Linked DNA regions of Mus musculus: region 1 is linked to region 2. Evidence: chromatin contacts called from public Hi-C data. All regions are on one chromosome and are shown on one strand. Each heading gives the region's core, a stretch centred on a gene start, on an enhancer-like site or on the middle of the called end of the contact. The rest is flanking DNA. Distances are from core to core; before and after follow the strand shown.

What was found. A called contact is a pair of places that touch in the nucleus more often than the background predicts.
Region 1: a Hi-C map of uterus shows a contact between it and region 2, with 3 times the contacts expected there. The contact joins the enhancer-like site here to the promoter of Lrmda in region 2. A contact is called at or near these places in 2 of 39 promoter capture datasets (frontonasal cranial neural crest and liver), 1 of 484 Hi-C or Micro-C datasets (uterus), 2 of 115 datasets of contacts at active chromatin or transcription factors (the SCID.adh cell line and embryonic stem cells) and 3 of 9 other capture datasets (adipose tissue, macrophages and pancreatic islet).

The regions. Positions count from the first base shown.
Region 1 is chr14:22,318,786-22,324,624 of GRCm38.p6, forward strand. All of the region lies in intron 2 of Lrmda (leucine rich melanocyte differentiation associated), which reads left to right. Among named protein-coding and RNA genes, the nearest start is that of 4930405A10Rik, 220 kb to the right of the region's middle. Within about 2 kb of position 4,441, at least 8 of the 459 cell types and tissues checked have an H3K27ac peak or open chromatin away from gene starts, as enhancers often do. A contact at or near this core is called in adipose tissue and uterus, where this site is marked.
Region 2 is chr14:22,018,165-22,024,245 of GRCm38.p6, forward strand. It overlaps Lrmda (leucine rich melanocyte differentiation associated), which reads left to right and starts at 1,548. Exons shown (of 7, transcript NM_028275.1): 1 at 1,548-1,744. The coding sequence starts at 1,715. Gm41106 (a long non-coding RNA gene) reads left to right here. Exons shown (of 2, transcript XR_874397.2): 2 at 1-641.

The DNA of each region.
Region 1 (5,839 bases), core at 3,191-5,690, 300 kb after region 2:
CACACATACATACACACACACTCACATATACATTCACACATATATACACACATACACTCACACACACTCTCACACACACTCACACATACAGTCATACACACTCACACACATTCACACATACACACACATTCACACACACACACACACTCACACACACATTCACACACACACACTCACACACACTCACACATACAATCATACACACATATACACTCACACACATTCACACATACACACACATTCACACTCACACACACACTCACATACACACATTCACACACACACAAAGATTTTTAAAATTTCATTTCTTTTCCCCCTTTAAAGACCCTCAAATATACCTCCCTGTATCCTTAAGTTTGCCATATCATAACAAAGCAATTAATTAAGAAACACTGGAAGTTTGTTTTCTGTTGCTCAATTATAATACCTATCTCTGTTCGTCTTATGTTACCACTTGTCTGACAACAATGGTTTTGAAAATATAATTAAACATTTTCAGTTGAAAAAGCGTTCTTTGTGGTGGTGAAGGCTGTGCAGGCCATGGGAACAGACTTGCTGCCTTTGAAGCATGCGTCTCAAGCAATCACTATGGTAAATTTTCTTCTGTGTTGCCATCATTTTCAGACACTGTGTGTGTGTACTAAGGTAGAGCATGCTGTCAGCAAAAGTCTCTCCCCATAGATTTCCCTTCGGTTTAAACTACCAATTGCTAACCATTTTTTTTTGTGGTGCATCTTGAAAAGTTAAAAGATCTTTTGAATAATTGCCCAATGGGAAATAGGACCCAGTTGACTTGGTTGGGCTGGGGCAGTTGCAAGAGAGTGACAGAGGAGTGAAATGAATGGGTGACTGCAGGCTAGTGGATACCAAGCTTCTAATTGAGAACATTTGTATCCATTCTTCCATGGGAGGTTCATCTGGGACCATGTCATCAAGAAAGAGGGTCTGGAGAGGAACGTTGTGGGAATCCAGAGGAGTACTCGAGGTCAATGGAGTTCTCACTTGTTGTGGTTCAGAGGGAGATAGCTGTGAATAATGGGTTGGAATTAAGCAGGAAAAAATTTAGGCTGGGAAAGTCAGGGCAAATTTCACAATGGGAGAGTGTGTAGATGAGTCTGTGGGGAGGCAATAGCTGCATTGCCACCAGAGGGGCTGGAAATAAGGCTTGACACAAAGCACAGGAAAATGGATGAGAGAGAACCCTCCCTGGGGGCCCCACCATGACCTTAATCAGACTCTTCCCTGCCTGGCTTTGGATTCACTGATTCACTCTCAAATGATCCAAAGGAAAGAAACAATTGCTTGGAAAATGGCCACAGGGGATAATGGGTATTGGCACCAGATATTGGCTGACTTGCCTTTGGGTATTAGTGCCCTCCTGCCTTGTGTCTGTATGGCTTTTGGTCCATCTGTCAATCTGTCCCTTCCTCCTTTCGTCCATTTGTTTCACAGACTGTTTCAGAATCTTTAAGTCTACAGGAAAGGTCATTTTCAGAGGCGACATTTGTTCTGAGACATGTGGATGAGAACTGAAGAATGGTCCAGCCAGTGGGGCAACCTGTGAACACCTGAGTGGAGACTATAACATATGAAAAGACTCATCATCGTTAAGGACCTGAAAGGAGCTGAATGTTGCTAGTTGCTGATGGATGTAGAAGCTTAGAAGGAGGTGTCTATGAGGTTGGAGAGGTAAAAGGTCTCAGTTTAGGGTCTGGTGGCCACTGAGTAACAATTTGAAGTTTGCTCTAAGAGTAATAGAATTTGGATGTGGGCTTTGGTGAGCCTTTTATTTCTGTGTTCATATTTCTTTATATCTTCTGGTCCCTACTCCCTAGAGGGTCAGCTGTGTTGTCAGGCAGATGTGAAGGTTGTATGATAGAAAACAACAGGGCTTTGGTCACCAGAAGACAGGAAGTGACTCTGGCATTATAGTAGGAGCCCAGAATTTTAGAGGAAGTACACTGTGGAATAAATTAGTACCACCAAGGACAAGGCCACATAAGAGCAATCAACTCAAGTGCAAAGCAATATGTAATAGTAGGTATGGGAAAACAAAAATTGCAACTTGGACCTGGAAGATAAAATTTAAAATGTACATATATGTCTTCATACATGTGTATATGGATTCACATGCACCAAACATTTTCGTATGATCTTGGAACTATGATCTAATTTTTAGGAAAGAAAAAACTCTTTTTAGCCTTTAAATGTTCTCACAGAATTATATACCAGTTATCTATTTTATACTTCATACTTGTTCTTATGGCTTGTATACTCATAAAAGTTATTTATTTTTATAAAATGAATGCTTTATCAGTTTTATAAGATCCTTTTTAATCCTCCAATATTTCAATGTTTCATAACATTCTATTATCCTTAACCCAGTTGAGGTGGCTCACACCTACTTGGGAGGCTGAAACACACACACACACACACACACACACACACACACACACTTCTGGAGTTTTGCTTTTTCAGAAGGTGTCAGGGTGAGAGGTCAGAACATTTGCTGAACCTCTCCATCACTCCAAAATCTTGCTGAAATTCTGGTTTCGTCTTGTAATTGCTTCACACTGAGCCATTGGCATAGCATTTGGTTGTCAGTTGGGGTTAAACCACTGCTACAAATGCCAAGAATACCCTGGGTATTTGATGGGAGATCAGACATCATTTGAAACTACACATATTAAAATTATGATGACTGTAGTCTCTCTGATGAAACCCCAAACTGAAATTTCTTGAAGAACAAATATTTGTATACAGATTTCTTTTTTTAATTAGATATTTTTTTCATTTACATTTCCAATGCTATCCCAAAAGTCCCCCATACCCTCCCCCCCCCACTCCCCTACCCACCCACTCCCACTTCTTGGCCTTGGTGTTCCCCTGTACTGAGGCATATAAAGTTTGCAAGACCAAGGGGCCTCTCTTTCCAATGATGGCCGACTAGGCTATCTTCTGATACACATGCAGCTAGAGACATGAGCTCTGGGGGTTACTGGGTAGTTCATATTGTAGTTCCACCTATAGGGTTGCAGATCCCTTTAGTTCCTTGGGTACTTTCTCTAGCTCCTCCATTGGGAGCCCTGTGATCCATCCAATAGCTGACTGTGAGCATCCACTTCTGTGTTTGCTAGGCCCTGGCATAGCCTCACAAAAGACAGCTATATCTTTCTACAAAAACATAAATATCTTTGATTGTGTCTACCTTTGGAAGGACACAAAACGTTAAAAAAATCAGAGAAGCACCTCAAAGGATTGAGAGATGAGCCTTTCAGTTCCAAGAAAGGAAAGTGCATTTCACAGGTGCTGCCCACCCCCATGCTTGGGCTCCCCTCTCATGGTGAGTTTTGCTATTTCTTTTTGTTGTTGTTGCAGCATAGGGAAATTAATCAGGGTTGCATGGTTTGGCCAATTTTATCTTAGGAAGCCCTTGGGATTTAGAGTAAGTAGATAGGTATGGGTTAAGTTAATAGAAAGAAAATGGAAATGTCTCATTTTGCTAGATAAATTTGTTCCAGAGATACTGTGAATGTTTAGATTCATTTCCTCTCATGCTCAGGTCTGTTAACATTTTAGGCTAGAAAATTCTAGGTTGTCAGGGCGCTACCCTGTGCCCGGAATAGTGTACTTCAAAGTCTTGGGCTTTGGACTTCTAGACTCTGTAGTAACACATGCTTTGTCAAATCTTGATGTGTCACTCTAAGTCTAGTAGGGGTCAGCCACAGATCTCAGAGTTTCAGCAGTGGGAGGTTGTGATAGACAAAGGAAAAAGGTCACGATCATTTCTGGTGCTCTTGACATTGATGTCTTCTGTAAAGAATGTGGGGGAGAGAAGTGTCTGGGTCCAGTTGGAACAGGTCTTAATGAGAGAAGCTAACTGGAAGCTTCAGAAATCTGAGTCCTCTGGGACTCCATGAAGCTGGCTGTGAGGAAGACATTAGAATATTTTCCATGCCTTTGAGCTAAAGGAACTTGAGGTCCATTGGAACTCATCCTTCTCCCAACAAGTTGGATATGTTTTAGCCTGTAAGCCATTGTTACATTGCCTCTTTTATGGTAAACACCCTCTAGCCTTCTCACATCTTCCTAAGTAAGCCTCAGCCTTTGGGTGCAGTTGGAACTCTAGTTTTTGCATGGGGCTTCCTCAGCTATACCTCAGCCAGCATGGAGTTCTTGCTCTTACCTTCAATCTTGCTTACTTCAATTGCATGGCAGTGGCATTCAATTCCAGTGTGGACATTTAATCAAAGATAACTTTGTTTCTTTATTTTAAGGCTATGGGAGCCTCTTTACTTTCTCAGTGTAAGATCTTCTGAGGCTTAGCCTGTCTCTCTCTTTTATTGTCTAATAGATTTTCTAGCATGTGCTTAGTAAATTTTGAGTCAGTTGAAGTCAGTTGGCTTGCTCATCCCTCACCCTTGTTTAACCTCCCAGATCTCTCCACACACTCCAGTCCTGTCTCTTTAAATAGTCAAGGAGACAGCCAGTTGTTTGACAGTTCCTCAGGCATATAAAAATAATTTAGCTTGCACTTAATTTTTATCAGGAGGCAAGTTTAATATTGTCAAGGATTGAAATTTTATTTTTAAGTTTCTACATCCTGTTTCTCTTAATGTCATTTTGGCTTCAAAGGATATAATTCTGAAATTATGAGTACCGTTGGACTTGTTACTATTTCTTCCTTTGTGTATATAATGTTTCAAAAGCTGTTGATGGCTAAATGTCATTTTTATACTTTTTGGATTCATAACAGTTCAAATTCATTCAAAAACAATTAATAATATTATGTATCTTAGGAATAGCTGTCATGTATCTGGTGGATATGACATATTGTTAGATATTTTAAGCTGAAAGTTCTGTCTGGAGGCCAAGTTTAACAAGACAAGAAGCAGGCTGTTTTATAGATGAGCAGAAGGGTAGGGAACACATTTGTGAGGGAGCTGAGTGCTGTAGAACAACCATGCTTGGAAAACACTGGCTTCTCCGCTCAAAACAATAAACCAACAAGCAGTAGCCTAGCTCAAACATTTCTCTTTTTTTTGGCTTTATTTATGTCTGGTTTCCTTCTGCAAACAGGAGGGCCACCTGACAGCTTCAAGAGAAGATATTACTACTAACTACAAACCACCAAGGCGGCGTTCCCAGATTCTTGAGGGACATTTTTCCAGCTCAGGCGGATTGGCTCTTTGATTTTTTTTTTTATCTGAAACAGGAATGAAACATTCCATAAAGAGTCACTGTTTTCAAGATGGGGTGGTCTATTCTAGAAGGAACCTTGGCTAGCAAGAATGATGTCAGCTCTGGGAGGGGCTGGGCAAGATCCCTGGCTTTGGGAATCCACCGGGCTGTTCTAGTCGGTTGGAACTGTCGATTAGCCCTCCCTTCACAAAAGCAAGGCCTTTTTGAGTTTTTTCTTTGGAAATTTCCTAGAACCCCACACTTGTAAGATGAAGGTAGCAGCTACTGGGGGTATTGGGTAGTAAAAAATTTCTCTTGTTTGTGCCTGCGTGTATGCATGTATGCATATGTGTGTGTATACATGTACAGACATGTGCATGTTTGTGTGTGCACAGATCTCATGAGTCAGCATGTGCATGTGGAAATCAAAAGACGGTATCAAGTGTCATTTCTCAGGTACCATCCATTAAGAAAAACAAAACAAAAACAAAAACAAAATTCACGATCATTCACTGGCCTGGGGATTACCAAGGAGACAAGGCTAACTTTCTAGAGAGCTCCAGGGCTCTGCCTGTCTCCATCACCTTTGCTTTTTTTGCAAGTGTGTTCTACCGTGTCTGCCTTTTTTGCATTAGTTCTGGGGTGCAAAGTCGGTTCC
Region 2 (6,081 bases), core at 298-2,797:
ATGGAGAGTCCTTAGATCCTGATCCCAGAAGAGTCCCAGTGGGCTCCCTGGGGGAGGGATGCTCTCCTGCCCTCTCCCTTTAATGTTTACACACTCAATAGTGCACCCTTTTGTCCGTCATATTCCTGTTCAGCTAACTCAGCTTCATCCAGTCTGAGCTGTATCTTTGTGCGAGCGCACGCGAGCGCACACACACACGAACATACATGAATACATACACATGCACACACACACACATGAACATACATGAATGCATACACATGCACACACACATGCACACACATGCACACACGAACATACATGAATACATACACATACACACACACACACGAATACACATGAACACACACACATACCAACATATACATACACACACATACACACACACATGAACACACACACACGCACACACACACACACACACACACACACACACACACACACACACGGACATACACACTATTTTCTTCTCAGAGACACAGTCTTGTTATGTAGCCCCGTCGGGCCTCCAGTTTGAGATACCGCCTCAGCCCCTCAAGTGCTGTCATTACAGGCCTGTGGTTTCCCATCCACCACACCTTCATTTCTGAAGGCTCCCCTACCATGGAAAACTTGGATTAAATGTGTTTTTCTCTTGCTAACGTGACTTTGCTCTAGGCCTATCTATCAGCCACGACCCCAATGATAGGTAAGGACTGGCACCATCCTTAGGGTGGAGGTGGGAAGGCAAGAGCAGGCAAGAAGAAGGTTCCAGAGGGAAATCTGGAATGTGGGAGCTGCTGGTCTTGGGTTGGATTTCCCAGTCAGGAGGTGACAATGGTCACTTCTTCCTTCTGGAGGGTGAGGGTGAGGTGGGAGGGGTGTGTGTGTGTGTGTGTGTATACACGTATGTGTGTTTAGGCTCGTGTGTGTGCTGCCGACAGGATTAATAGCTTTGATTCTTACACATGTCTCTTCCCTTGGAGGAGAATAAGAACAAAAGGATCCTGAGAGTAGGAGACATTATCAATATTCCTGCCCTAACTTTCATTACTGTCAGCTACTGCGGTGGTGGTGGGCCTGAAGAGAGTAGGGGCTGTATGACCAGCTGACACTTTAAGGGGAAAATTCAACCTTTCCTTGTAGCCTTCTCTCTAACAAATGGAAACTCCATCCCACCAGGAGACCCATTCCCCACTGCTAGCAAGCTCATACTTTTTAGACTGTACTGGGGACTTTGAGTGAAGAGGCCCCTCCTTCCAGCAGTTGAGGACGGTTATGTAACCTAGATTGTGAAATTCTGGGAAGGCCCAGTTCTGAGTCGGGAACTAGCAGCAACTCTGCTGACACGTCCACGATGGGGACCCCCTTCACCCTTCACTTCAAGTCTGAGTCTGATGAATGCAATAAAGCTCTGGGCATTGGATTCTGGAAGGGGCACCTTTTGGGGAGCGGGGGCCGTAGAGGAACCGGACAGGAACTGGGCAGGAGAGAGGAGTAGTCGCGTGGGGTTCCCACGCTGGGTGCAGCGCCGCGGGCCACCCGCTGCGAGCTGCCCGGAGGTGCAGGTTCACGTGCACCGGGTTGAGCCAGCCAGCGGCGGCAGCGCTGCTGCGCACAGTTCTTGGTGGCCGACCGGAGTCTAGGGCTTCCGTTGGTCAGCTGACCTCCCAGTGCGGAACTGCGCCGCCCGCCACCCTGCTCAGTGCCGCCCGCCTGCTGGGTTCCTGCCACAATGGCTGGGCTCATGGTCAGTGGAACTCAAGTAAGTCGGTCCAAGTGAGCCCCATCTAGTCCCGGGATCCAGTTGGGGATGGGAGGGACAGAGGGGCACGGGTCTCCAAGGCTTTTAACCTGAGTGCCTTTTCCCTGGGAGGAGGTCGCATGTGCAGGTGATGTGTGCCAAGTACCCACACTTTCTCCAAGTTGAAGAAGGGTCAGACTCTTCTTTTGATCCTGCCACACTTTGTAGTGGTGTGATAAGCAGTTGAGATCCCCCAACTCCCTCTGTCCTTAGAGTCACACTGATCAACACTTAGGGACTAACTTCTCCATGCGACCCAGTGCTGGTGGCTCATATTTTTCACCAAAAGTGGTTCAGTTTCTTCTTTCACAATGCGGGTTTTAGAAGAACTTTTAGGGTGCAAGAAAAATGTTTTAATACGCAACCGTTTACCTATTGATACCAGGGCAACTGTACAAATGATCTGATACATTTACATGGGAGAAAGGGGGGAGGGGGCATGGCAGCAAAGCGCACAGAGTCATCAGAGCCACAACGAAAACCACAGAGTGTCGCCTGGCCGGGGGCTGGAGGAGCTCTGTTTTCACAATGAGGTTCCTTTTCAAGGCTGGTGGAGGCCCAGGGTGTGCTACATTTTTACTCTGGTTCTTGAAGAGGTGTCACTAAGGCATGGCAAGACTGGATGGTAGACACCCCGCAGTGCCCGTTTTCAGCTCTTTGGTAAGGTCTCTGGTAAACTCCCCTAGGCTGAGCAGGGACCCTGTATGTGCTGAAAAAAAAAGTAGTTTCTCTTTTGCTTTGCCTCCCATGAAGCCAGCACTCACTATGCAAAGTTCTCCACCCTAGGGAGACAGGGTGAAAGTTCTCCCTTTAGGCTCAGAGCATCAGGGATAAGGGAATTGTTCTTCCTCAGAGGCCTCAGAGTTTTACAAAGGGGAAACACAAATACCTGCTGGGTGCACCCTACCAAACTACTCCATTTTTTTTTTTTTTTTTTAAAAAAACAGAGTCTGGTAGTTTATTCCTCAACTGAATACATTTATTGAGTGACTTCTATGCACCAGGCACCCTGCAGGTATTGATGGAAATAAGCTGAATTGCCATCTCTCTGCTGCCCCTATTGGCCTAATCTCCTAGGATCCCTGGCTCTGCCTGGAGTCTCAGACAGGCACAAGTCCAGAGCTCAGCAGTGAGCCTGCCAGGCTGCTGTCAGCCTCCACTGAGCGGCCAGAAAAGGAGAATCTTATTTTAAGCCAGGGTATAGGGGCTTCTGGGAGGTTTGGCTTCCTAGAAAGAGGGGTGTGTGCCCGGGAAGGGGGTCCTGCCCTCATGCATCTGCCTACAAAGCAGGGTCCTCTCCCCCTGCATACTGTGGTCTCTGCATTTCTGGTCCCAGCATTCTTTGTGCTTAGTTTCTTCCAAGTTCCTGGAGAACTTGACAGTGAGGTTGAAACTTCCCAAGACTTCCTTGTTCTTATCTTGTCCTCCTCAAGACTTGATGCTTCAGGTACCTTCACAGAGCTCAGGGGCATCTGCTGACTTGTGGGAAGGCTTTTTTTTTTTTTTTTTTTTTTTTTTTTTTTTTTTTTGGCCCTGCCCAGTATTTCAAGGTAAATTATCCAGAGGAGCTAGGAAGGCTCCAGAGTACCTTGGGGTGTTATTATCTCCTTTCCTACGCCATCTGGCTCTGGGGTTAGACTATTTTGCTAGCATCTGCTTCACACAATTTATAACAGAACCCACTGTGAGAGGCAGCACCTTCAATGTGTGCAATTCTAAAAGGCAGCTCCTTTTCTGAAAAATAGCCATTTAATAGGATGCAATATAATATTTCAGTACAGGTATAGTGTGTAATGATCAGAAGAGTAGGACTGGTGTATCATTATAGTAAACACTTACCATTTAGTTGCTTGTGCTCGAGACTGCCAGTCCTCTCTGTTGGCCGTTCTGAAACACACAATTCACAGTGGCTATCACCCACTGCTACTGTGTATTAGAGAACATTAGAAGATATTCCTTTTAACTGCTTACCAGTGAATATTCCAGGAAACCACTATTCTACTTTCAGATAGATCTTTTAATAATTAATTAACTTGGTGCTGGGACTCTAACCCAGGACTTCAACATGCTAAGGAAGCATGCTACCACTGAGTGACATCTCCAGTCCTAGATCCTTCTTAAAAAAAAAAAATCTTTAAAATGATTTACTTTGAGCTGGGTGTGGTGGCACATACCTTTAATGTCAGCACTTTGGAGGCAGAAGCAAGCAAATCTCTGTGACTTTGGGGCTAGCCTGGTCTACAGAGTGAGTTCCACTATAGCCAGGGCTAATTCAGAGAAACTGTCTTGAAAAAACAAACAAACAAACAAACAAACAAACAAACAAACCAAAAGCAGAAGAGAAAACTGATCTATAGGTTGTACTATGACCTTAATGCACAGACACACACACACACACACACACACACACACACACACACACAAATAAACATAACTTAAAAGTATTTATTTTTATTTGTGTGCATTGTGTGTGCATGTGTAAGCAGTGTGTGTGTGTGTGTGTGTGTGTGTGTGTGTGCCTGCCCAAGAAAGCTGGAAGGGAACATCAAATATTGTATTGGTTAGGTTTTTGTCACTTGACATATAAGCTAGAGTCATCTGAGAAGAGGGACCCTAATGGGGAAAATGCCCCCATCAGAGTGGCCTGTAGGCAAACCATGGAAAGCAAGCCAATATTTGGAGTTCCTCCTTGGTCTCTGCTTCAGTTCCTGCCTCCAGCCATCCCCCCGCCCCCGATTTTTTTTTTTTTTTTTTTTTTTTGCCTCAGTGGACAGTGATCTGGACTATGTAATCTAAGCAAACCCTTTTCTCCAGGAGTTGCTTTGGGCTAGTGGTAGAAGAAGAAGGTCATCCAGGACAGCCTGAGAGACATTTGTCTCTCTGGACAAAGAAAACAATGTAACGACTATGACGGAGCTCCTGGAGCTGGAGTCACAGGCAGCTGTGAGCAACCAGACATGGGTGCTGGGAACAGAACTTGTGTCCTCTGGAAGTGCTCGAAACAGCTGATCCATTTCTCTGGCTTGCTCCACCCTGACTCCTCTTAAATGAGGGAAAACCTCCCGAGAAGCCCAAGGGATGGGTTATCATTTCATTATAATGTAGCTGAAATATCCCAGAATGAAATTGGTTGTAACTTTTTCAGTACTTAGAGAAGATATCCTAAATAAAGGGATGATTTAAATGCAAGGGAAAGATCTCAATAAAAATTTTAAGAGAGGGTTAGTGATACTTGTTTGATGCTATATTGGTGCTCCTGGGGCCTCCATGAGCTGATGGCTGGCATGCAAGTGGGACAGTTGATGCGGTCCCATCCCTTTTCTCTGTTAAATCTTTTTATTCATCGTGGGCCTGACCTCATTTGGCTTTTCTTGGCTTGAATGCTTCATTTATAATCAACATAACACCCTCCCTTTTTCCATTAACGGGTGACAGCTACCGTTTGTGGCATGTATACAATCACAGACATAAACACAAACTTAAAATTTGGGCTCAGAAAATGTTAGGCTCAGGAGAGAATGAAAATAGCCAGTCCCCTCCATGGGGCTAATGATCTGAACAACAGCTACTGATTGGGCGAGTGCTTTTCATATGCTATTCTGGTCCTGTTATACAAGTACAATGGGGATGACACCGACTGCTCCCAAAGGCTGTTTCTTGAGGATGTGACAGAGAACCGGACTGCTCAGGGTTAGCATTTATTCAGTGTTACTGTGCTATTGTAACTGCTCTTGGTGGTAGTTGATGACTGTACTTGATAAGTTCAAAAAAGGGGAAGCAGAGGCTGAGAGTCACTCAGTTGGTCCAGCACCTGCCTAGCATGCACAAGGCCCCGGGTTTGACCCAGGCAGGAGGAGCAGAAGCTGAAGGTTATCCTCGGGTACATAGTGAACTCTAGGCTAGCCTGAGATACATGTAACTCTCTGATTGAAGAAAACAAAAGAGAACAGGTTCCAGGTCACTGTGACAAATCCAAGGAAACAGCTAGTAGATAGCAACACTGGCGCTCAAAATGGACCTGGGACAGTGCTTCTGGTGAGAGTCACTAACCTGGTGACAGACAGAGGTGGGGGGTGGAGGGGGTAGGGATGGTGTGGTGGCAGTGTGTGTGTGTCCCAGGGAATCTCAATCTGGTGACTGACAACACATTAGAAAGGCCCTAGAAGCCACTGTCCTGAGGGTAAGGACTCTATGGTCCCTACATTGGGAAGTGCTTATTTACAACTCAGAACTTATCCAGGTTCTATCATGATACTGTGTTATGTTGAGAGGACTGTGGAATTCTCCCCTATGTGGAA